Regions from separate parts of the Mus musculus genome. Here all the other regions are linked to region 3. A link is a contact called in public promoter capture Hi-C data. All regions are on one chromosome and are shown on one strand. Each heading gives the region's core, a stretch centred on a gene start, on an enhancer-like site or on the middle of the called end of the contact. The rest is flanking DNA. Distances are from core to core; before and after follow the strand shown.

Evidence for each region. Promoter capture Hi-C pulls out the DNA fragments that hold promoters and counts their contacts.
Region 1: a promoter capture Hi-C map of pre-B cells shows a contact between it and region 3, with 16 times the contacts expected there. The contact joins the promoter of Ppid here to the promoter of Map9 in region 3. A contact is called at or near these places in 2 of 39 promoter capture datasets (liver and pre-B cells), 1 of 115 datasets of contacts at active chromatin or transcription factors (astrocytes) and 1 of 9 other capture datasets (liver).
Region 2: a promoter capture Hi-C map of pre-B cells shows a contact between it and region 3, with 11 times the contacts expected there. The contact joins the promoter of 4930579G24Rik here to the promoter of Map9 in region 3. A contact is called at or near these places in 5 of 39 promoter capture datasets (the 3T3-L1 cell line, hippocampal neurons, liver and 1 more), 4 of 484 Hi-C or Micro-C datasets (CD4 T cells, CD8 T cells and the HL-1 cell line), 1 of 115 datasets of contacts at active chromatin or transcription factors (astrocytes) and 2 of 9 other capture datasets (adipose tissue and liver).

The regions. Positions count from the first base shown.
Region 1 is chr3:79,589,782-79,592,736 of GRCm38.p6, forward strand. It overlaps Ppid (peptidylprolyl isomerase D (cyclophilin D)), which reads left to right and starts at 1,556. Exons shown (of 10, transcript NM_026352.4): 1 at 1,556-1,776. The coding sequence starts at 1,692.
Region 2 is chr3:79,627,629-79,630,549 of GRCm38.p6, forward strand. 4930579G24Rik (RIKEN cDNA 4930579G24 gene) reads left to right here and starts at 1,451. Exons shown (of 2, transcript NM_029482.1): 1 at 1,451-1,728. The coding sequence starts at 1,549. It overlaps Etfdh (electron transferring flavoprotein, dehydrogenase), which reads right to left and starts at 1,139. Exons shown (of 13, transcript NM_025794.2): 1 at 890-1,139. The coding sequence starts at 923.
Region 3 is chr3:82,356,446-82,359,462 of GRCm38.p6, forward strand. Map9 (microtubule-associated protein 9) reads left to right here and starts at 1,627. Exons shown (of 14, transcript NM_001081230.1): 1 at 1,627-1,810; 2 at 2,530-2,679. The coding sequence starts at 2,605.

The DNA.
Region 1 (2,955 bases), core at 306-2,805, 2.8 Mb before region 3:
CCATCTTCCTGTTTCTACCTCATAAGTGCCACCTGGCCAGTCTTAACAATGTTTTACCTCCTTTTTTGTCTTTTTGGAGTGAGTGCCTCTTTACTTAGCCCAGGCTAACTTGAACTTTGGATTCTCCTGGCATGGAATCAACTACTGGCATAACAGGCCTATGCCAAAGCTACTCGTCCTAAATGTACTTTCTTATTCTTTTTTAAAAATTGCATATTTTCTTTATGTACACTTCAAAATGTTATCCCCTTTCCTGGCTTCTCACTCCCAGAAACTCCCTATCCCACCCCCTCCCCCTGCTTCTATGAGGGTGTTCCTCCACCCACCACTCACTCCCACCCTCAATTCCCCTACATTGGGGCATCTATCCAGCCTTCATAGGATCAAGAACCTCTCCTCCCATTGTTGCCTGACAAGGGCATTCTCTGCTATACATGTAGCCGGAGCTATGTGTACTCCTTGGTTGGTGGCTTAGTGCCTGAGAACTCTGTTGGTTGATATTGTTGTTCTTCCTATGGGGTTGCAAACCCCTTCAGCTCCTTCAATTCTTTCCTTAACTCCTCAATTGGGACCCCCAACCCCCTCAGTCCAATGGTTGACTGTGAGCATCCGCCTCTGTATTTGTAAGGCTCTGGCAGGGCCTCTATATACAGCTATATCAGGCTCCTGTCAGCAAGCATTTCTTGGCATCTACAATAGTGTCAGGATTTGGTGACTGTATATGGGATGAATCCTCAGGTGGGACAGTCTCTGGATGGCCACTTTTTAAATTCTTACTGGCATAGCTCAGGCTGGCCTGGAACTCACATAGATCGTCCTGCTTCTACCTCCTCAGTACTGAATAACCACATTCAACTTTAAGTTGTGTATTTTACACCAAGCCCATTAGAAAAAAAAAAAAAAGACAGACTATTATAGGATATCTAGTTTTAACAGAAGTCAAATAAATCCTCTTTTAGATTCTCAACATCAGCGCATTTGGAGCCTTTGCTTTAGACTGGGTCACTTACAACTTAACGGCCAAATGACAATAACATGGCAATAGTAACTGGACATCTGTTATTTATTAGAAGCCACATGTTTATGTCAGGCATTCTGATAAGTAATTTATGTCTTTAATTTCCAAAACGCCTTCCCTAGGTAGGTAGGCATTAAGAAAAAGAAGGCACCAATTAATTTATGTATGTGCGCTTCTGTGTGCATGCTACGACATACTCGTGGAGATCAGATGGCAACTGGGTGATAACATTCTTTCCTTTCACCTTACGGATCCTGGGGATCAGACTCAGGTCGTGCCGCCTAGCCACCATGTCTGCTCAGAGGAGGCATTTTTATCCCCATTTTACAGACGAGTAAACTAAGTTTCGTTGTAGTTACTGGCATTTCGTGGCAGAGTCGAGGCTAGGATGGTTTCCAAATTCTCCACCCAGCGATGCAGCAAACACCAGGGAACGGCGCACACACTAAAAAGAAACCGACGGCCACTACAGCCACCTAAAGAGAAGCATTAGGGGCCAGGCGCAGAAACCGGAAGGTGAAGGCGCCACCGGAAACCAGAGTACAGCTTCCGGCGGTGCGCAGGAAGTAACTCTTCCGCGCGTTGCCAGGTTATAACGTAGAGGGGCAGTAGAGTTTGCTCCGGTCTCGCGCACGAGGTGCTCGTGTCCCGCTGCCCAGTGCCCGCAGTGAAGATGTCCCACGCATCCCCGGCAGCCAAGCCCTCCAACTCCAAGAACCCGCGAGTCTTCTTTGACGTGGACATCGGCGGGGAGCGAGGTGAGCGGCGCGAACGGCTCAGCGGTTCCCTCGCCCGGGGCCTCCCTGCTGCGGTTCTCCTTGGCCCGCTGGCTGTTCGGCGGCTCGGGGCCTGGGATCCGGAGGGGGATAGCAGCCTAGGTCCCAGACGGAGCGAGCCCTGGCCTCCACGAGTCCAGATTGCGCCCTCTCCCTTCCGGTGGAAGTTTCTGGAAATTTCTACTTCTACTTTAGGGATCGTGGCGTCCCTATCGTTTGTCTCTTTTTGATCGCACTTCCCTGCAACCTTTGCATCACTACTTACTATAAAGTGAAATGATTTGACGAGTAGTGGTGGATAGTTCGGTATGCTTCCTGGATATGTGCCTGGGGGGCTCAAGACACGCCACGTGCCTCTTGGTACACGAACTACATTGGGAGCTACCAGATCATTTTCAAATTAGAGTGACTTTCGTGCTTAGTGCTTTTTCCTTATTACTGATTATAGTAGCAGTTTAAGTAGGCGATCGTTTGTGCTGTTTTGGCATCATGGAATTGAGCACTATGTCTGTATGGTTACCTAGGATTCAGAGCTAAGAAGCCCTAAGCCAGTGGCTTAACCGGTGGGTGGAGGAAACTCCTTGGAGGGTGGGTTGTTAAACGACCATTTCACCGAGTTGCATATCAGATATTTTCATTACTAATCGTAACAGTAGCAAACTTACAGTTATGATGAGGAACTATATTAAAGGGTGGAAGCATTAAGAAGGTTGAGAAACACTGTCATAAGCCCTCGTGTTGCTTTGTAACTCAATTGGGCTTTTCTGAAGCATGTTAGAGTTGTAGGCCAGACCTGCTGGGATGGGTACACACACGGGTATATATGCATTCACTTTGTTTTGTAACAGATTTTATTGTTAACTGTCTCTTGGATTCTTGAGAAGGGAACTGTTTCAGAGGTTACAAAAGGCAGTTTCCATAGAACACAGAGTGGACTATGTCTTCTGTTAGTTACTTAGCGATTAGAAATTCTGAGTGCAGGGCCCCTGAGATAGGTCAGCAGGTAAAGGTGTCTGCCACCAACCCTGAATCCCAGCGATTGTCCCATGATCTCCACACTACATGCCTCAGCCTCACACATAAAATAAAATTTTTTTAAAAATATTTTTTAAGGATTTATTTATGATTATATCTAAGTACACTGTAGCTGTCTTCAGATGC
Region 2 (2,921 bases), core at 201-2,700, 2.7 Mb before region 3:
GCCATACACGACATACTTAGCACATTTAGTTGTCACCACTAGAGGTAACACTGAGTAATGAAAATGTAACAAATTAGCGTTTAAAGAAAAGTCACTGACTAGATCCAAGACTGCATCTAAATTAGACTGTAAACTGATGGCTCTCAAAGCATACCATCTTCTGTGGATAATAGATGCTTGGTTTGAATATACACCATATTGTTTAAACAAGTATACAAATACTTGTTTAAAAATCCCACAGCCAAATTAACTTCAGTAAAGATTTATATTAAGCCAGTTACAACAGAATTCAAGATCCTCTAAACTTCTGTTTGAACGAGGGGGTTGTTTTTAAGTAAAAACTTAAAACTATCCTGCAACTGCTTTAAGAAACACCCATAACAGAAACGCCTGGTGTTAACTCTGGATAATGCAGAAAAAATTCCGACTCCAGACATAATTGGTAATATATGAGTTAATACGATATGAGAGCTCAGACTTCAATTAAGATTAGACTATTATGGCTGCAAAGTCAGGTCAGAGCCAAGGCGAAAACCCACACAAGTTTTTCTTTCTTTCCCATTCCTAATAAGGCGGCAGATAATACCTGAGCCTTGAGGTAAAGATTAGGAGCGGCATTTGGGGGAACTCCACCGAGGGGGCAGTGTTGACAATTTTCTCTTCTCATGACCTTTAACCTAGATGATAATTCTGCCAACTGGGGCAACTCCAAGGTCGGTAAGGTAGGGTCGGCCACCAGGCGCTGACAGCATTGACCTTTGCCCTAGTTTAGCCTAAGACAATAGACAAGGAAAGAGATGCTGGCAGTACCCCGGGTGTGGCCCCAGTCTTGTTTTGTCCCAACTTATCCACCTTGCTCCTTCTGTCCCCACCAGGAGTTTCGTCTCACCAGGGCAGGACAGCTTGGTTAGTCGCACCAACATGTTCAAAGTGACCCGGAGACTTGACCAGATACAAAGGAGAGAGGCGTGGGTCTGCGGCTTGCCGAGGGTGCTGGACTTCTAGGCTACGAGGGGCGCCATCACCTGCCAAGAAGCCCCGACTGCTCAGCTTCTGTCAGCGTCTGGGCTCTGCCGACCGCCCTTGCTTCGCGGCGTACCCGCCCCTCTTCTGCTTTGCGCCGGCGCCACAGAGGACACGAAGGCCAGTAAGGTTTCCGGGTCACATACAAGCCAGGAAAAGGCAGAAGACTCCATCTCCCAGTCATCCTCAGCCAGGAACCTAGTGTGCAGAAGAGGCCGACAAGCTCTCGCGTGTGCGCATGCGCCCTAGAAGCATAGCGAGGCTGATTTGCTAGGCATTCTGGGAGTTGTAGTGTTTAGCTCCTGGAGCTGTGCGCAGGAGCCTGGTGACGCCTGGCTTGATATCTGATTGGCTGTCTGGAAAAAATGAGACGTACTTGGGGTCCAGGGCAGAGACAAACGAGAAGATGGGGCGGGACTCCGTGTGGGAGGAGGCGGAGCCTATGGGCTTTGGGCGCGAGCGGTCGAAAGGCAGTTGGTGAGGGTTCGGTTGCTTGATCCGGTCCAGTAGCCCCAGCTCACTCCCATGGCTGACTCTGAGGAGTTTCGGGCTTCTTCGCCGCCGCCGCCGCCTCCCTCATCTCCGTCGTCAGGCGCCTCTTCGTCGTCCCTCAGCATGCCAGTGAGTTTGGGCTGGCGGGATCCGAGCAGGAGTCCCGGTCCAACCGTGGACCCGCTGGAGCAAGTGGAGCTGCAGATCGGAGACGTGAGTGTCGCCGTTGCGGCTGAGAGCTGATTGCAGCTAGGGTGCTCCTGCCTGCGGTTCTTGGAGTTGAGGGCTAGCCTCGGCTCTCTCTTCCCGCATCTTTCTTTCCTTCTCCTTCTGCTAGCGGTCATCCGCAGCCCCGCTGCCAGGATCCTCTCTCCGCCTCCTCCCATCCCTCGGAGCACTTTGGGCGGTCATAGCTTGCCTCCTTGCCCATTGGTGCTTTCTAAGGGACTCGAGCTTGTGCTTCTAGTTGGCCACCAGCCCAGGGCCAGCTGGTGATGCTGTTGTGTGTCGCTTACTTGGCTCTGTGTTGGACTTGAGTGGACCAGGGCTAATCACAGCCGGCAGATGGATTTGATAGGACAGTTTAGAACAGAATCTTGCAATGCAAAAATTCTGTAAAGTTTTTGTTCAATCTCGAATTCCCAGAAATAACTTCCTGACCCCAACACGTATAACGCTGAGGGGTTGGAGGGTCACAGCGGCACTTTATTTATTTATTATTAGGTATTTTCCTCATTTACATTTCCAATGCTATCCCAAAAGTCCCCCATACCCTCTCCCACTCCCCTACCCACCCACTCCCACTTTTTGGCCCTGGCGTTCCCCTGTACTGAGGCATATAGAGTTTGCCAGTCCAATGGGCCGTTCTTTCCATTGAAGGCCGACTAGGCCATCTTTTGATACATATGCAGCTAGAGTCAAGAGCTCCGGGGTACTGGTTAGTTCATAATGTTGTTCCACCTATAGGGTTGCAGATCTCTTTAGCTCCTTGGGTACTTTCTCAAGCTCCTCCATTGGGGGCCCTGTGATCCATCCAATAGCTGACTGTGAGCATCCACTTATGTGTTTACAGTGGCACTTTATAAGGACTCTTTGAGAGGGAGAAAGGACTGAAGTATGTAGCAGACAATCTTCCTGGAGAGGGTTGTGGAATAACCACACAAAAGATTTGGAAACTAGAACTGGCTGACAGGTTTTTATTCTTTTGTCAAAAGAGATGGCTGAAGTATTAGTCCAGGTCCCTCCCCCCAAACAATACAGGTTACAAATAAATGTGAACAATAAATGCTGACATGATATAAAAAAAGTGTTATTTTATATTTTTTGGTGAAGAAAGCATTTGATTTAAAAGTGAGTTTTTCATAGCTGTGTGTGATTTTAGATGTTCTGTCAGCTCAGCTTAGAGT
Region 3 (3,017 bases), core at 377-2,876:
CACACATGCACACACACAAAGACACACACACACCAAAACCAAAAGGCAACCTGAAGAATCACTGACAGTAAATTATCTTGAGCACTAACTAAAAGCAGTTCCTGTGCTGAGCCACTCAAAACCATGGTTAGGTGGGTCCATATACTGGACTTCAGGTCCAGCCTTCTCTCCCATACTTAGTACTCAACTCAAACTCACATGTGTAACAACTGAATTGCTGCTAGAAAGAATTCTCTTTAGAGCCTCTCACTTTGTGCTTGTGGCAAACAACCATCCGAAACCCATTCCCATTGTGTGCAACCCGGCCCTATTGGTAGCTGGGAACTCAGTGTTCTCTATCATTGATGTTGTTGTAAGTTTATTTTTGTAAGTCATGCCTACATTAAAGTTATATCAGTTAAATGAATACCAAATGAATAGAGCCCTTACACATTATCTAAAAATTAGTTCTTCCCATTTGGGTACCCGCCGTGGGTACAGGGCCTTTATCAGAATCATAGATGTTAATAAAATGTAGGATAGAAAAGCTAACAGTAACTGGTGAAAATAGAAAATCTTTTCCTTATGCAGATATTCACTTAAAAATAGTTAAAAACAACATAATTAGCCAAAACAAATTTACCAACCAAGAACAAGTTGAAAAACTTAAACTAGGCTTTTTAAAGGAGTTATTGCAAATATTACTTAGAAACCTTTTTCTCACTGAACTTCATATTTGTTTTTGTGTATTTAAAGATCTATTTGTCAGGGTTATTTTTTAAAAGAAACATTGTGGAGATACAGAAACAAGTTTAGTCACTTGTTAATGAATTGATTTCGACATACCTTTTTCAAGTTAAAAATAGATGAAGTCTGTGTAACTTTAAAAGTTTAAGTGTTTTGTGTATTAATAAATTATTAAATGGCAAAGATAGTGATACTGTCAGCAGTACTTTTTCCAGCCTTCTCCCCTGTGTTTTATTTGCTGACTTCTTTTTAACCAGATTATCTACTAAATATAGAAAGGGTAAACTTTTCACCAAAGATGTAAAACAGGCTCTGGGCTGTGTGTGCTTATGGGATACTTTAGCACACACACCCCTACCCCTACTCTCTGCCTCCTCCTCCTCCGCCCCCCCCCCCCCAACTGCATTACTTACAAGAAACGCTCCTATGTAATATTAACTGAATGCGATTCTAAACATTTCCCAATATTTCGCTATATATTGTATTCGGTATTCACTGCAATCCTTTAAGGAGACAGTCTTATTAGTTTCTTATCAAATCATAGAGATCTTATTTTGCATATTCCAAGAATCAAACGTGCAGTTTAACTCCGACGATTGCAAACGTCACTACTACGTCGTTCTGTTGAGTCCGCTGACACTGCACTGACTCACGCATTCCACGTTCTAACTAGCAAAAGGAAGCTTTGCATCGTGGTCACGCAATACCTGCCTATAAACAAGGACTCTGAGCAGGGGCAATCAAGGTTCCTTGTGGCGTGATGGCAGAGGGCCGGTCTTGTTTCCTAGGTAACAGCCATTGCACACAAGCTGATAGGGCACCGCGCTCCCAACACCTCCACCAGTGATGTCACTTCCTTGGTCTGTGCGGTTGTCCCAGCGACGCCGGCGGAAAGGCGGTGTTGGGTACCCAAGAGACCAGGCGGTTGGAAGTCACTTCCTCCCGGGGACGCTGTTGCCTAGCAACCGCCTTCTGCCTCCATCTTTTGCCCCGCCTCCAGGTTATTCCAATACCTGGTTTCCCAGACCGCGAGGCCCGGGCCGGGGGCGACACCTGTGCTAGAGCATAGCCGCTGGGTTCTCAGGTGGTCACAGGGGCCCGGGTGCACGGGGAGCGGGGTGGATGCAGGAGGCGCGGGCCGTGGTACGTGGAGGAACGGAGGGGACCGTGCTGGGTGTGCGGGGCCCTGGCGCGTGCTGGGCCGGGAGCCGCGCGGAGCTGGGATGCGGACGCCGCCTGGCCAGCCCGGGGAGCTCTGGGCGGTGGCCGGCGATCCAAATGGGCCTCCGACGTCGCGCGCTGGAAGCCTGATGTGCTGCAACTTAGTGTGGAGATGTGTGTGTAACAGCAAACGAATGGTTTGGGAAAATGTCGCTGCTGCTTGTGGTTAAGCATCGTTTTGAATACTGTTATGTGCAAGCCATTTCCGGGGCTGGGAACCTTGACAGTCCTCTTGGTTGCAGCTTGAACTAAGTCGTGGTGGCGTCCGCAATGCTGTGTGTTTTTAATAATGGAAAGTGAAATTGTTTGGCAACATTTTGTTATTATGTAGTTCATTCATCCTTCTAGTGGATGTAGAACAGTAATAACTTCCTCATGGATTTTCTTTTCGTGAAAACCAATTTGTTGTGAAATTTTTATGTACTTAACATAAAACGCTCTTAACGTTTTTAGGTGAATATATTGTACAATGATTAGAGCGATTTCTCTTTGGAGCGGGGTTGTGGGGCACTAATCCCAGGAACAGTGTCTTGATCATGTAAAAACGTCTAATTCTTTAAAATATTTATATGTATATTTCAGCCACCATCAGAGGTTGAATGAATTATTTCAGTAATTTATTAACTGTTGTATAAAAGCAGAGAAAAAGGACACACCATGTCCGATGAAATCTTCAGCACAACTTTGGCGTACACCAAGAGTCCAAAGGCTACCAAGAGAACTTCCTTTCAGGTAAAACGCTGCAAAGCATTTGGTTTTGATTATGCTGCTGCCTAGCCCTTGCTGGTTCTCACAAGATCTGGCATGACGTGGGAGGAGTTCTTGCTTCACTGTTAGTGTGTTGTAGGTCATCTGTCAACTTTGGGCTCCAGTATTGAAACACCCCTCTCTGTAGGATCCTGTCTTCAATATTTGGTTTCTAAGTTGCAAGCCAAAGAGCGACTTCAGAGCTTGGCTCTCTTTAGATTTTGGTTTTCTGTCGTAAGCGTCACAAGGTCTGACTGTGCCAATGCTGCATCCAACTCTTGTTCCCGTGTTTATCACATTATGCCCATCTCTGTAATACACTT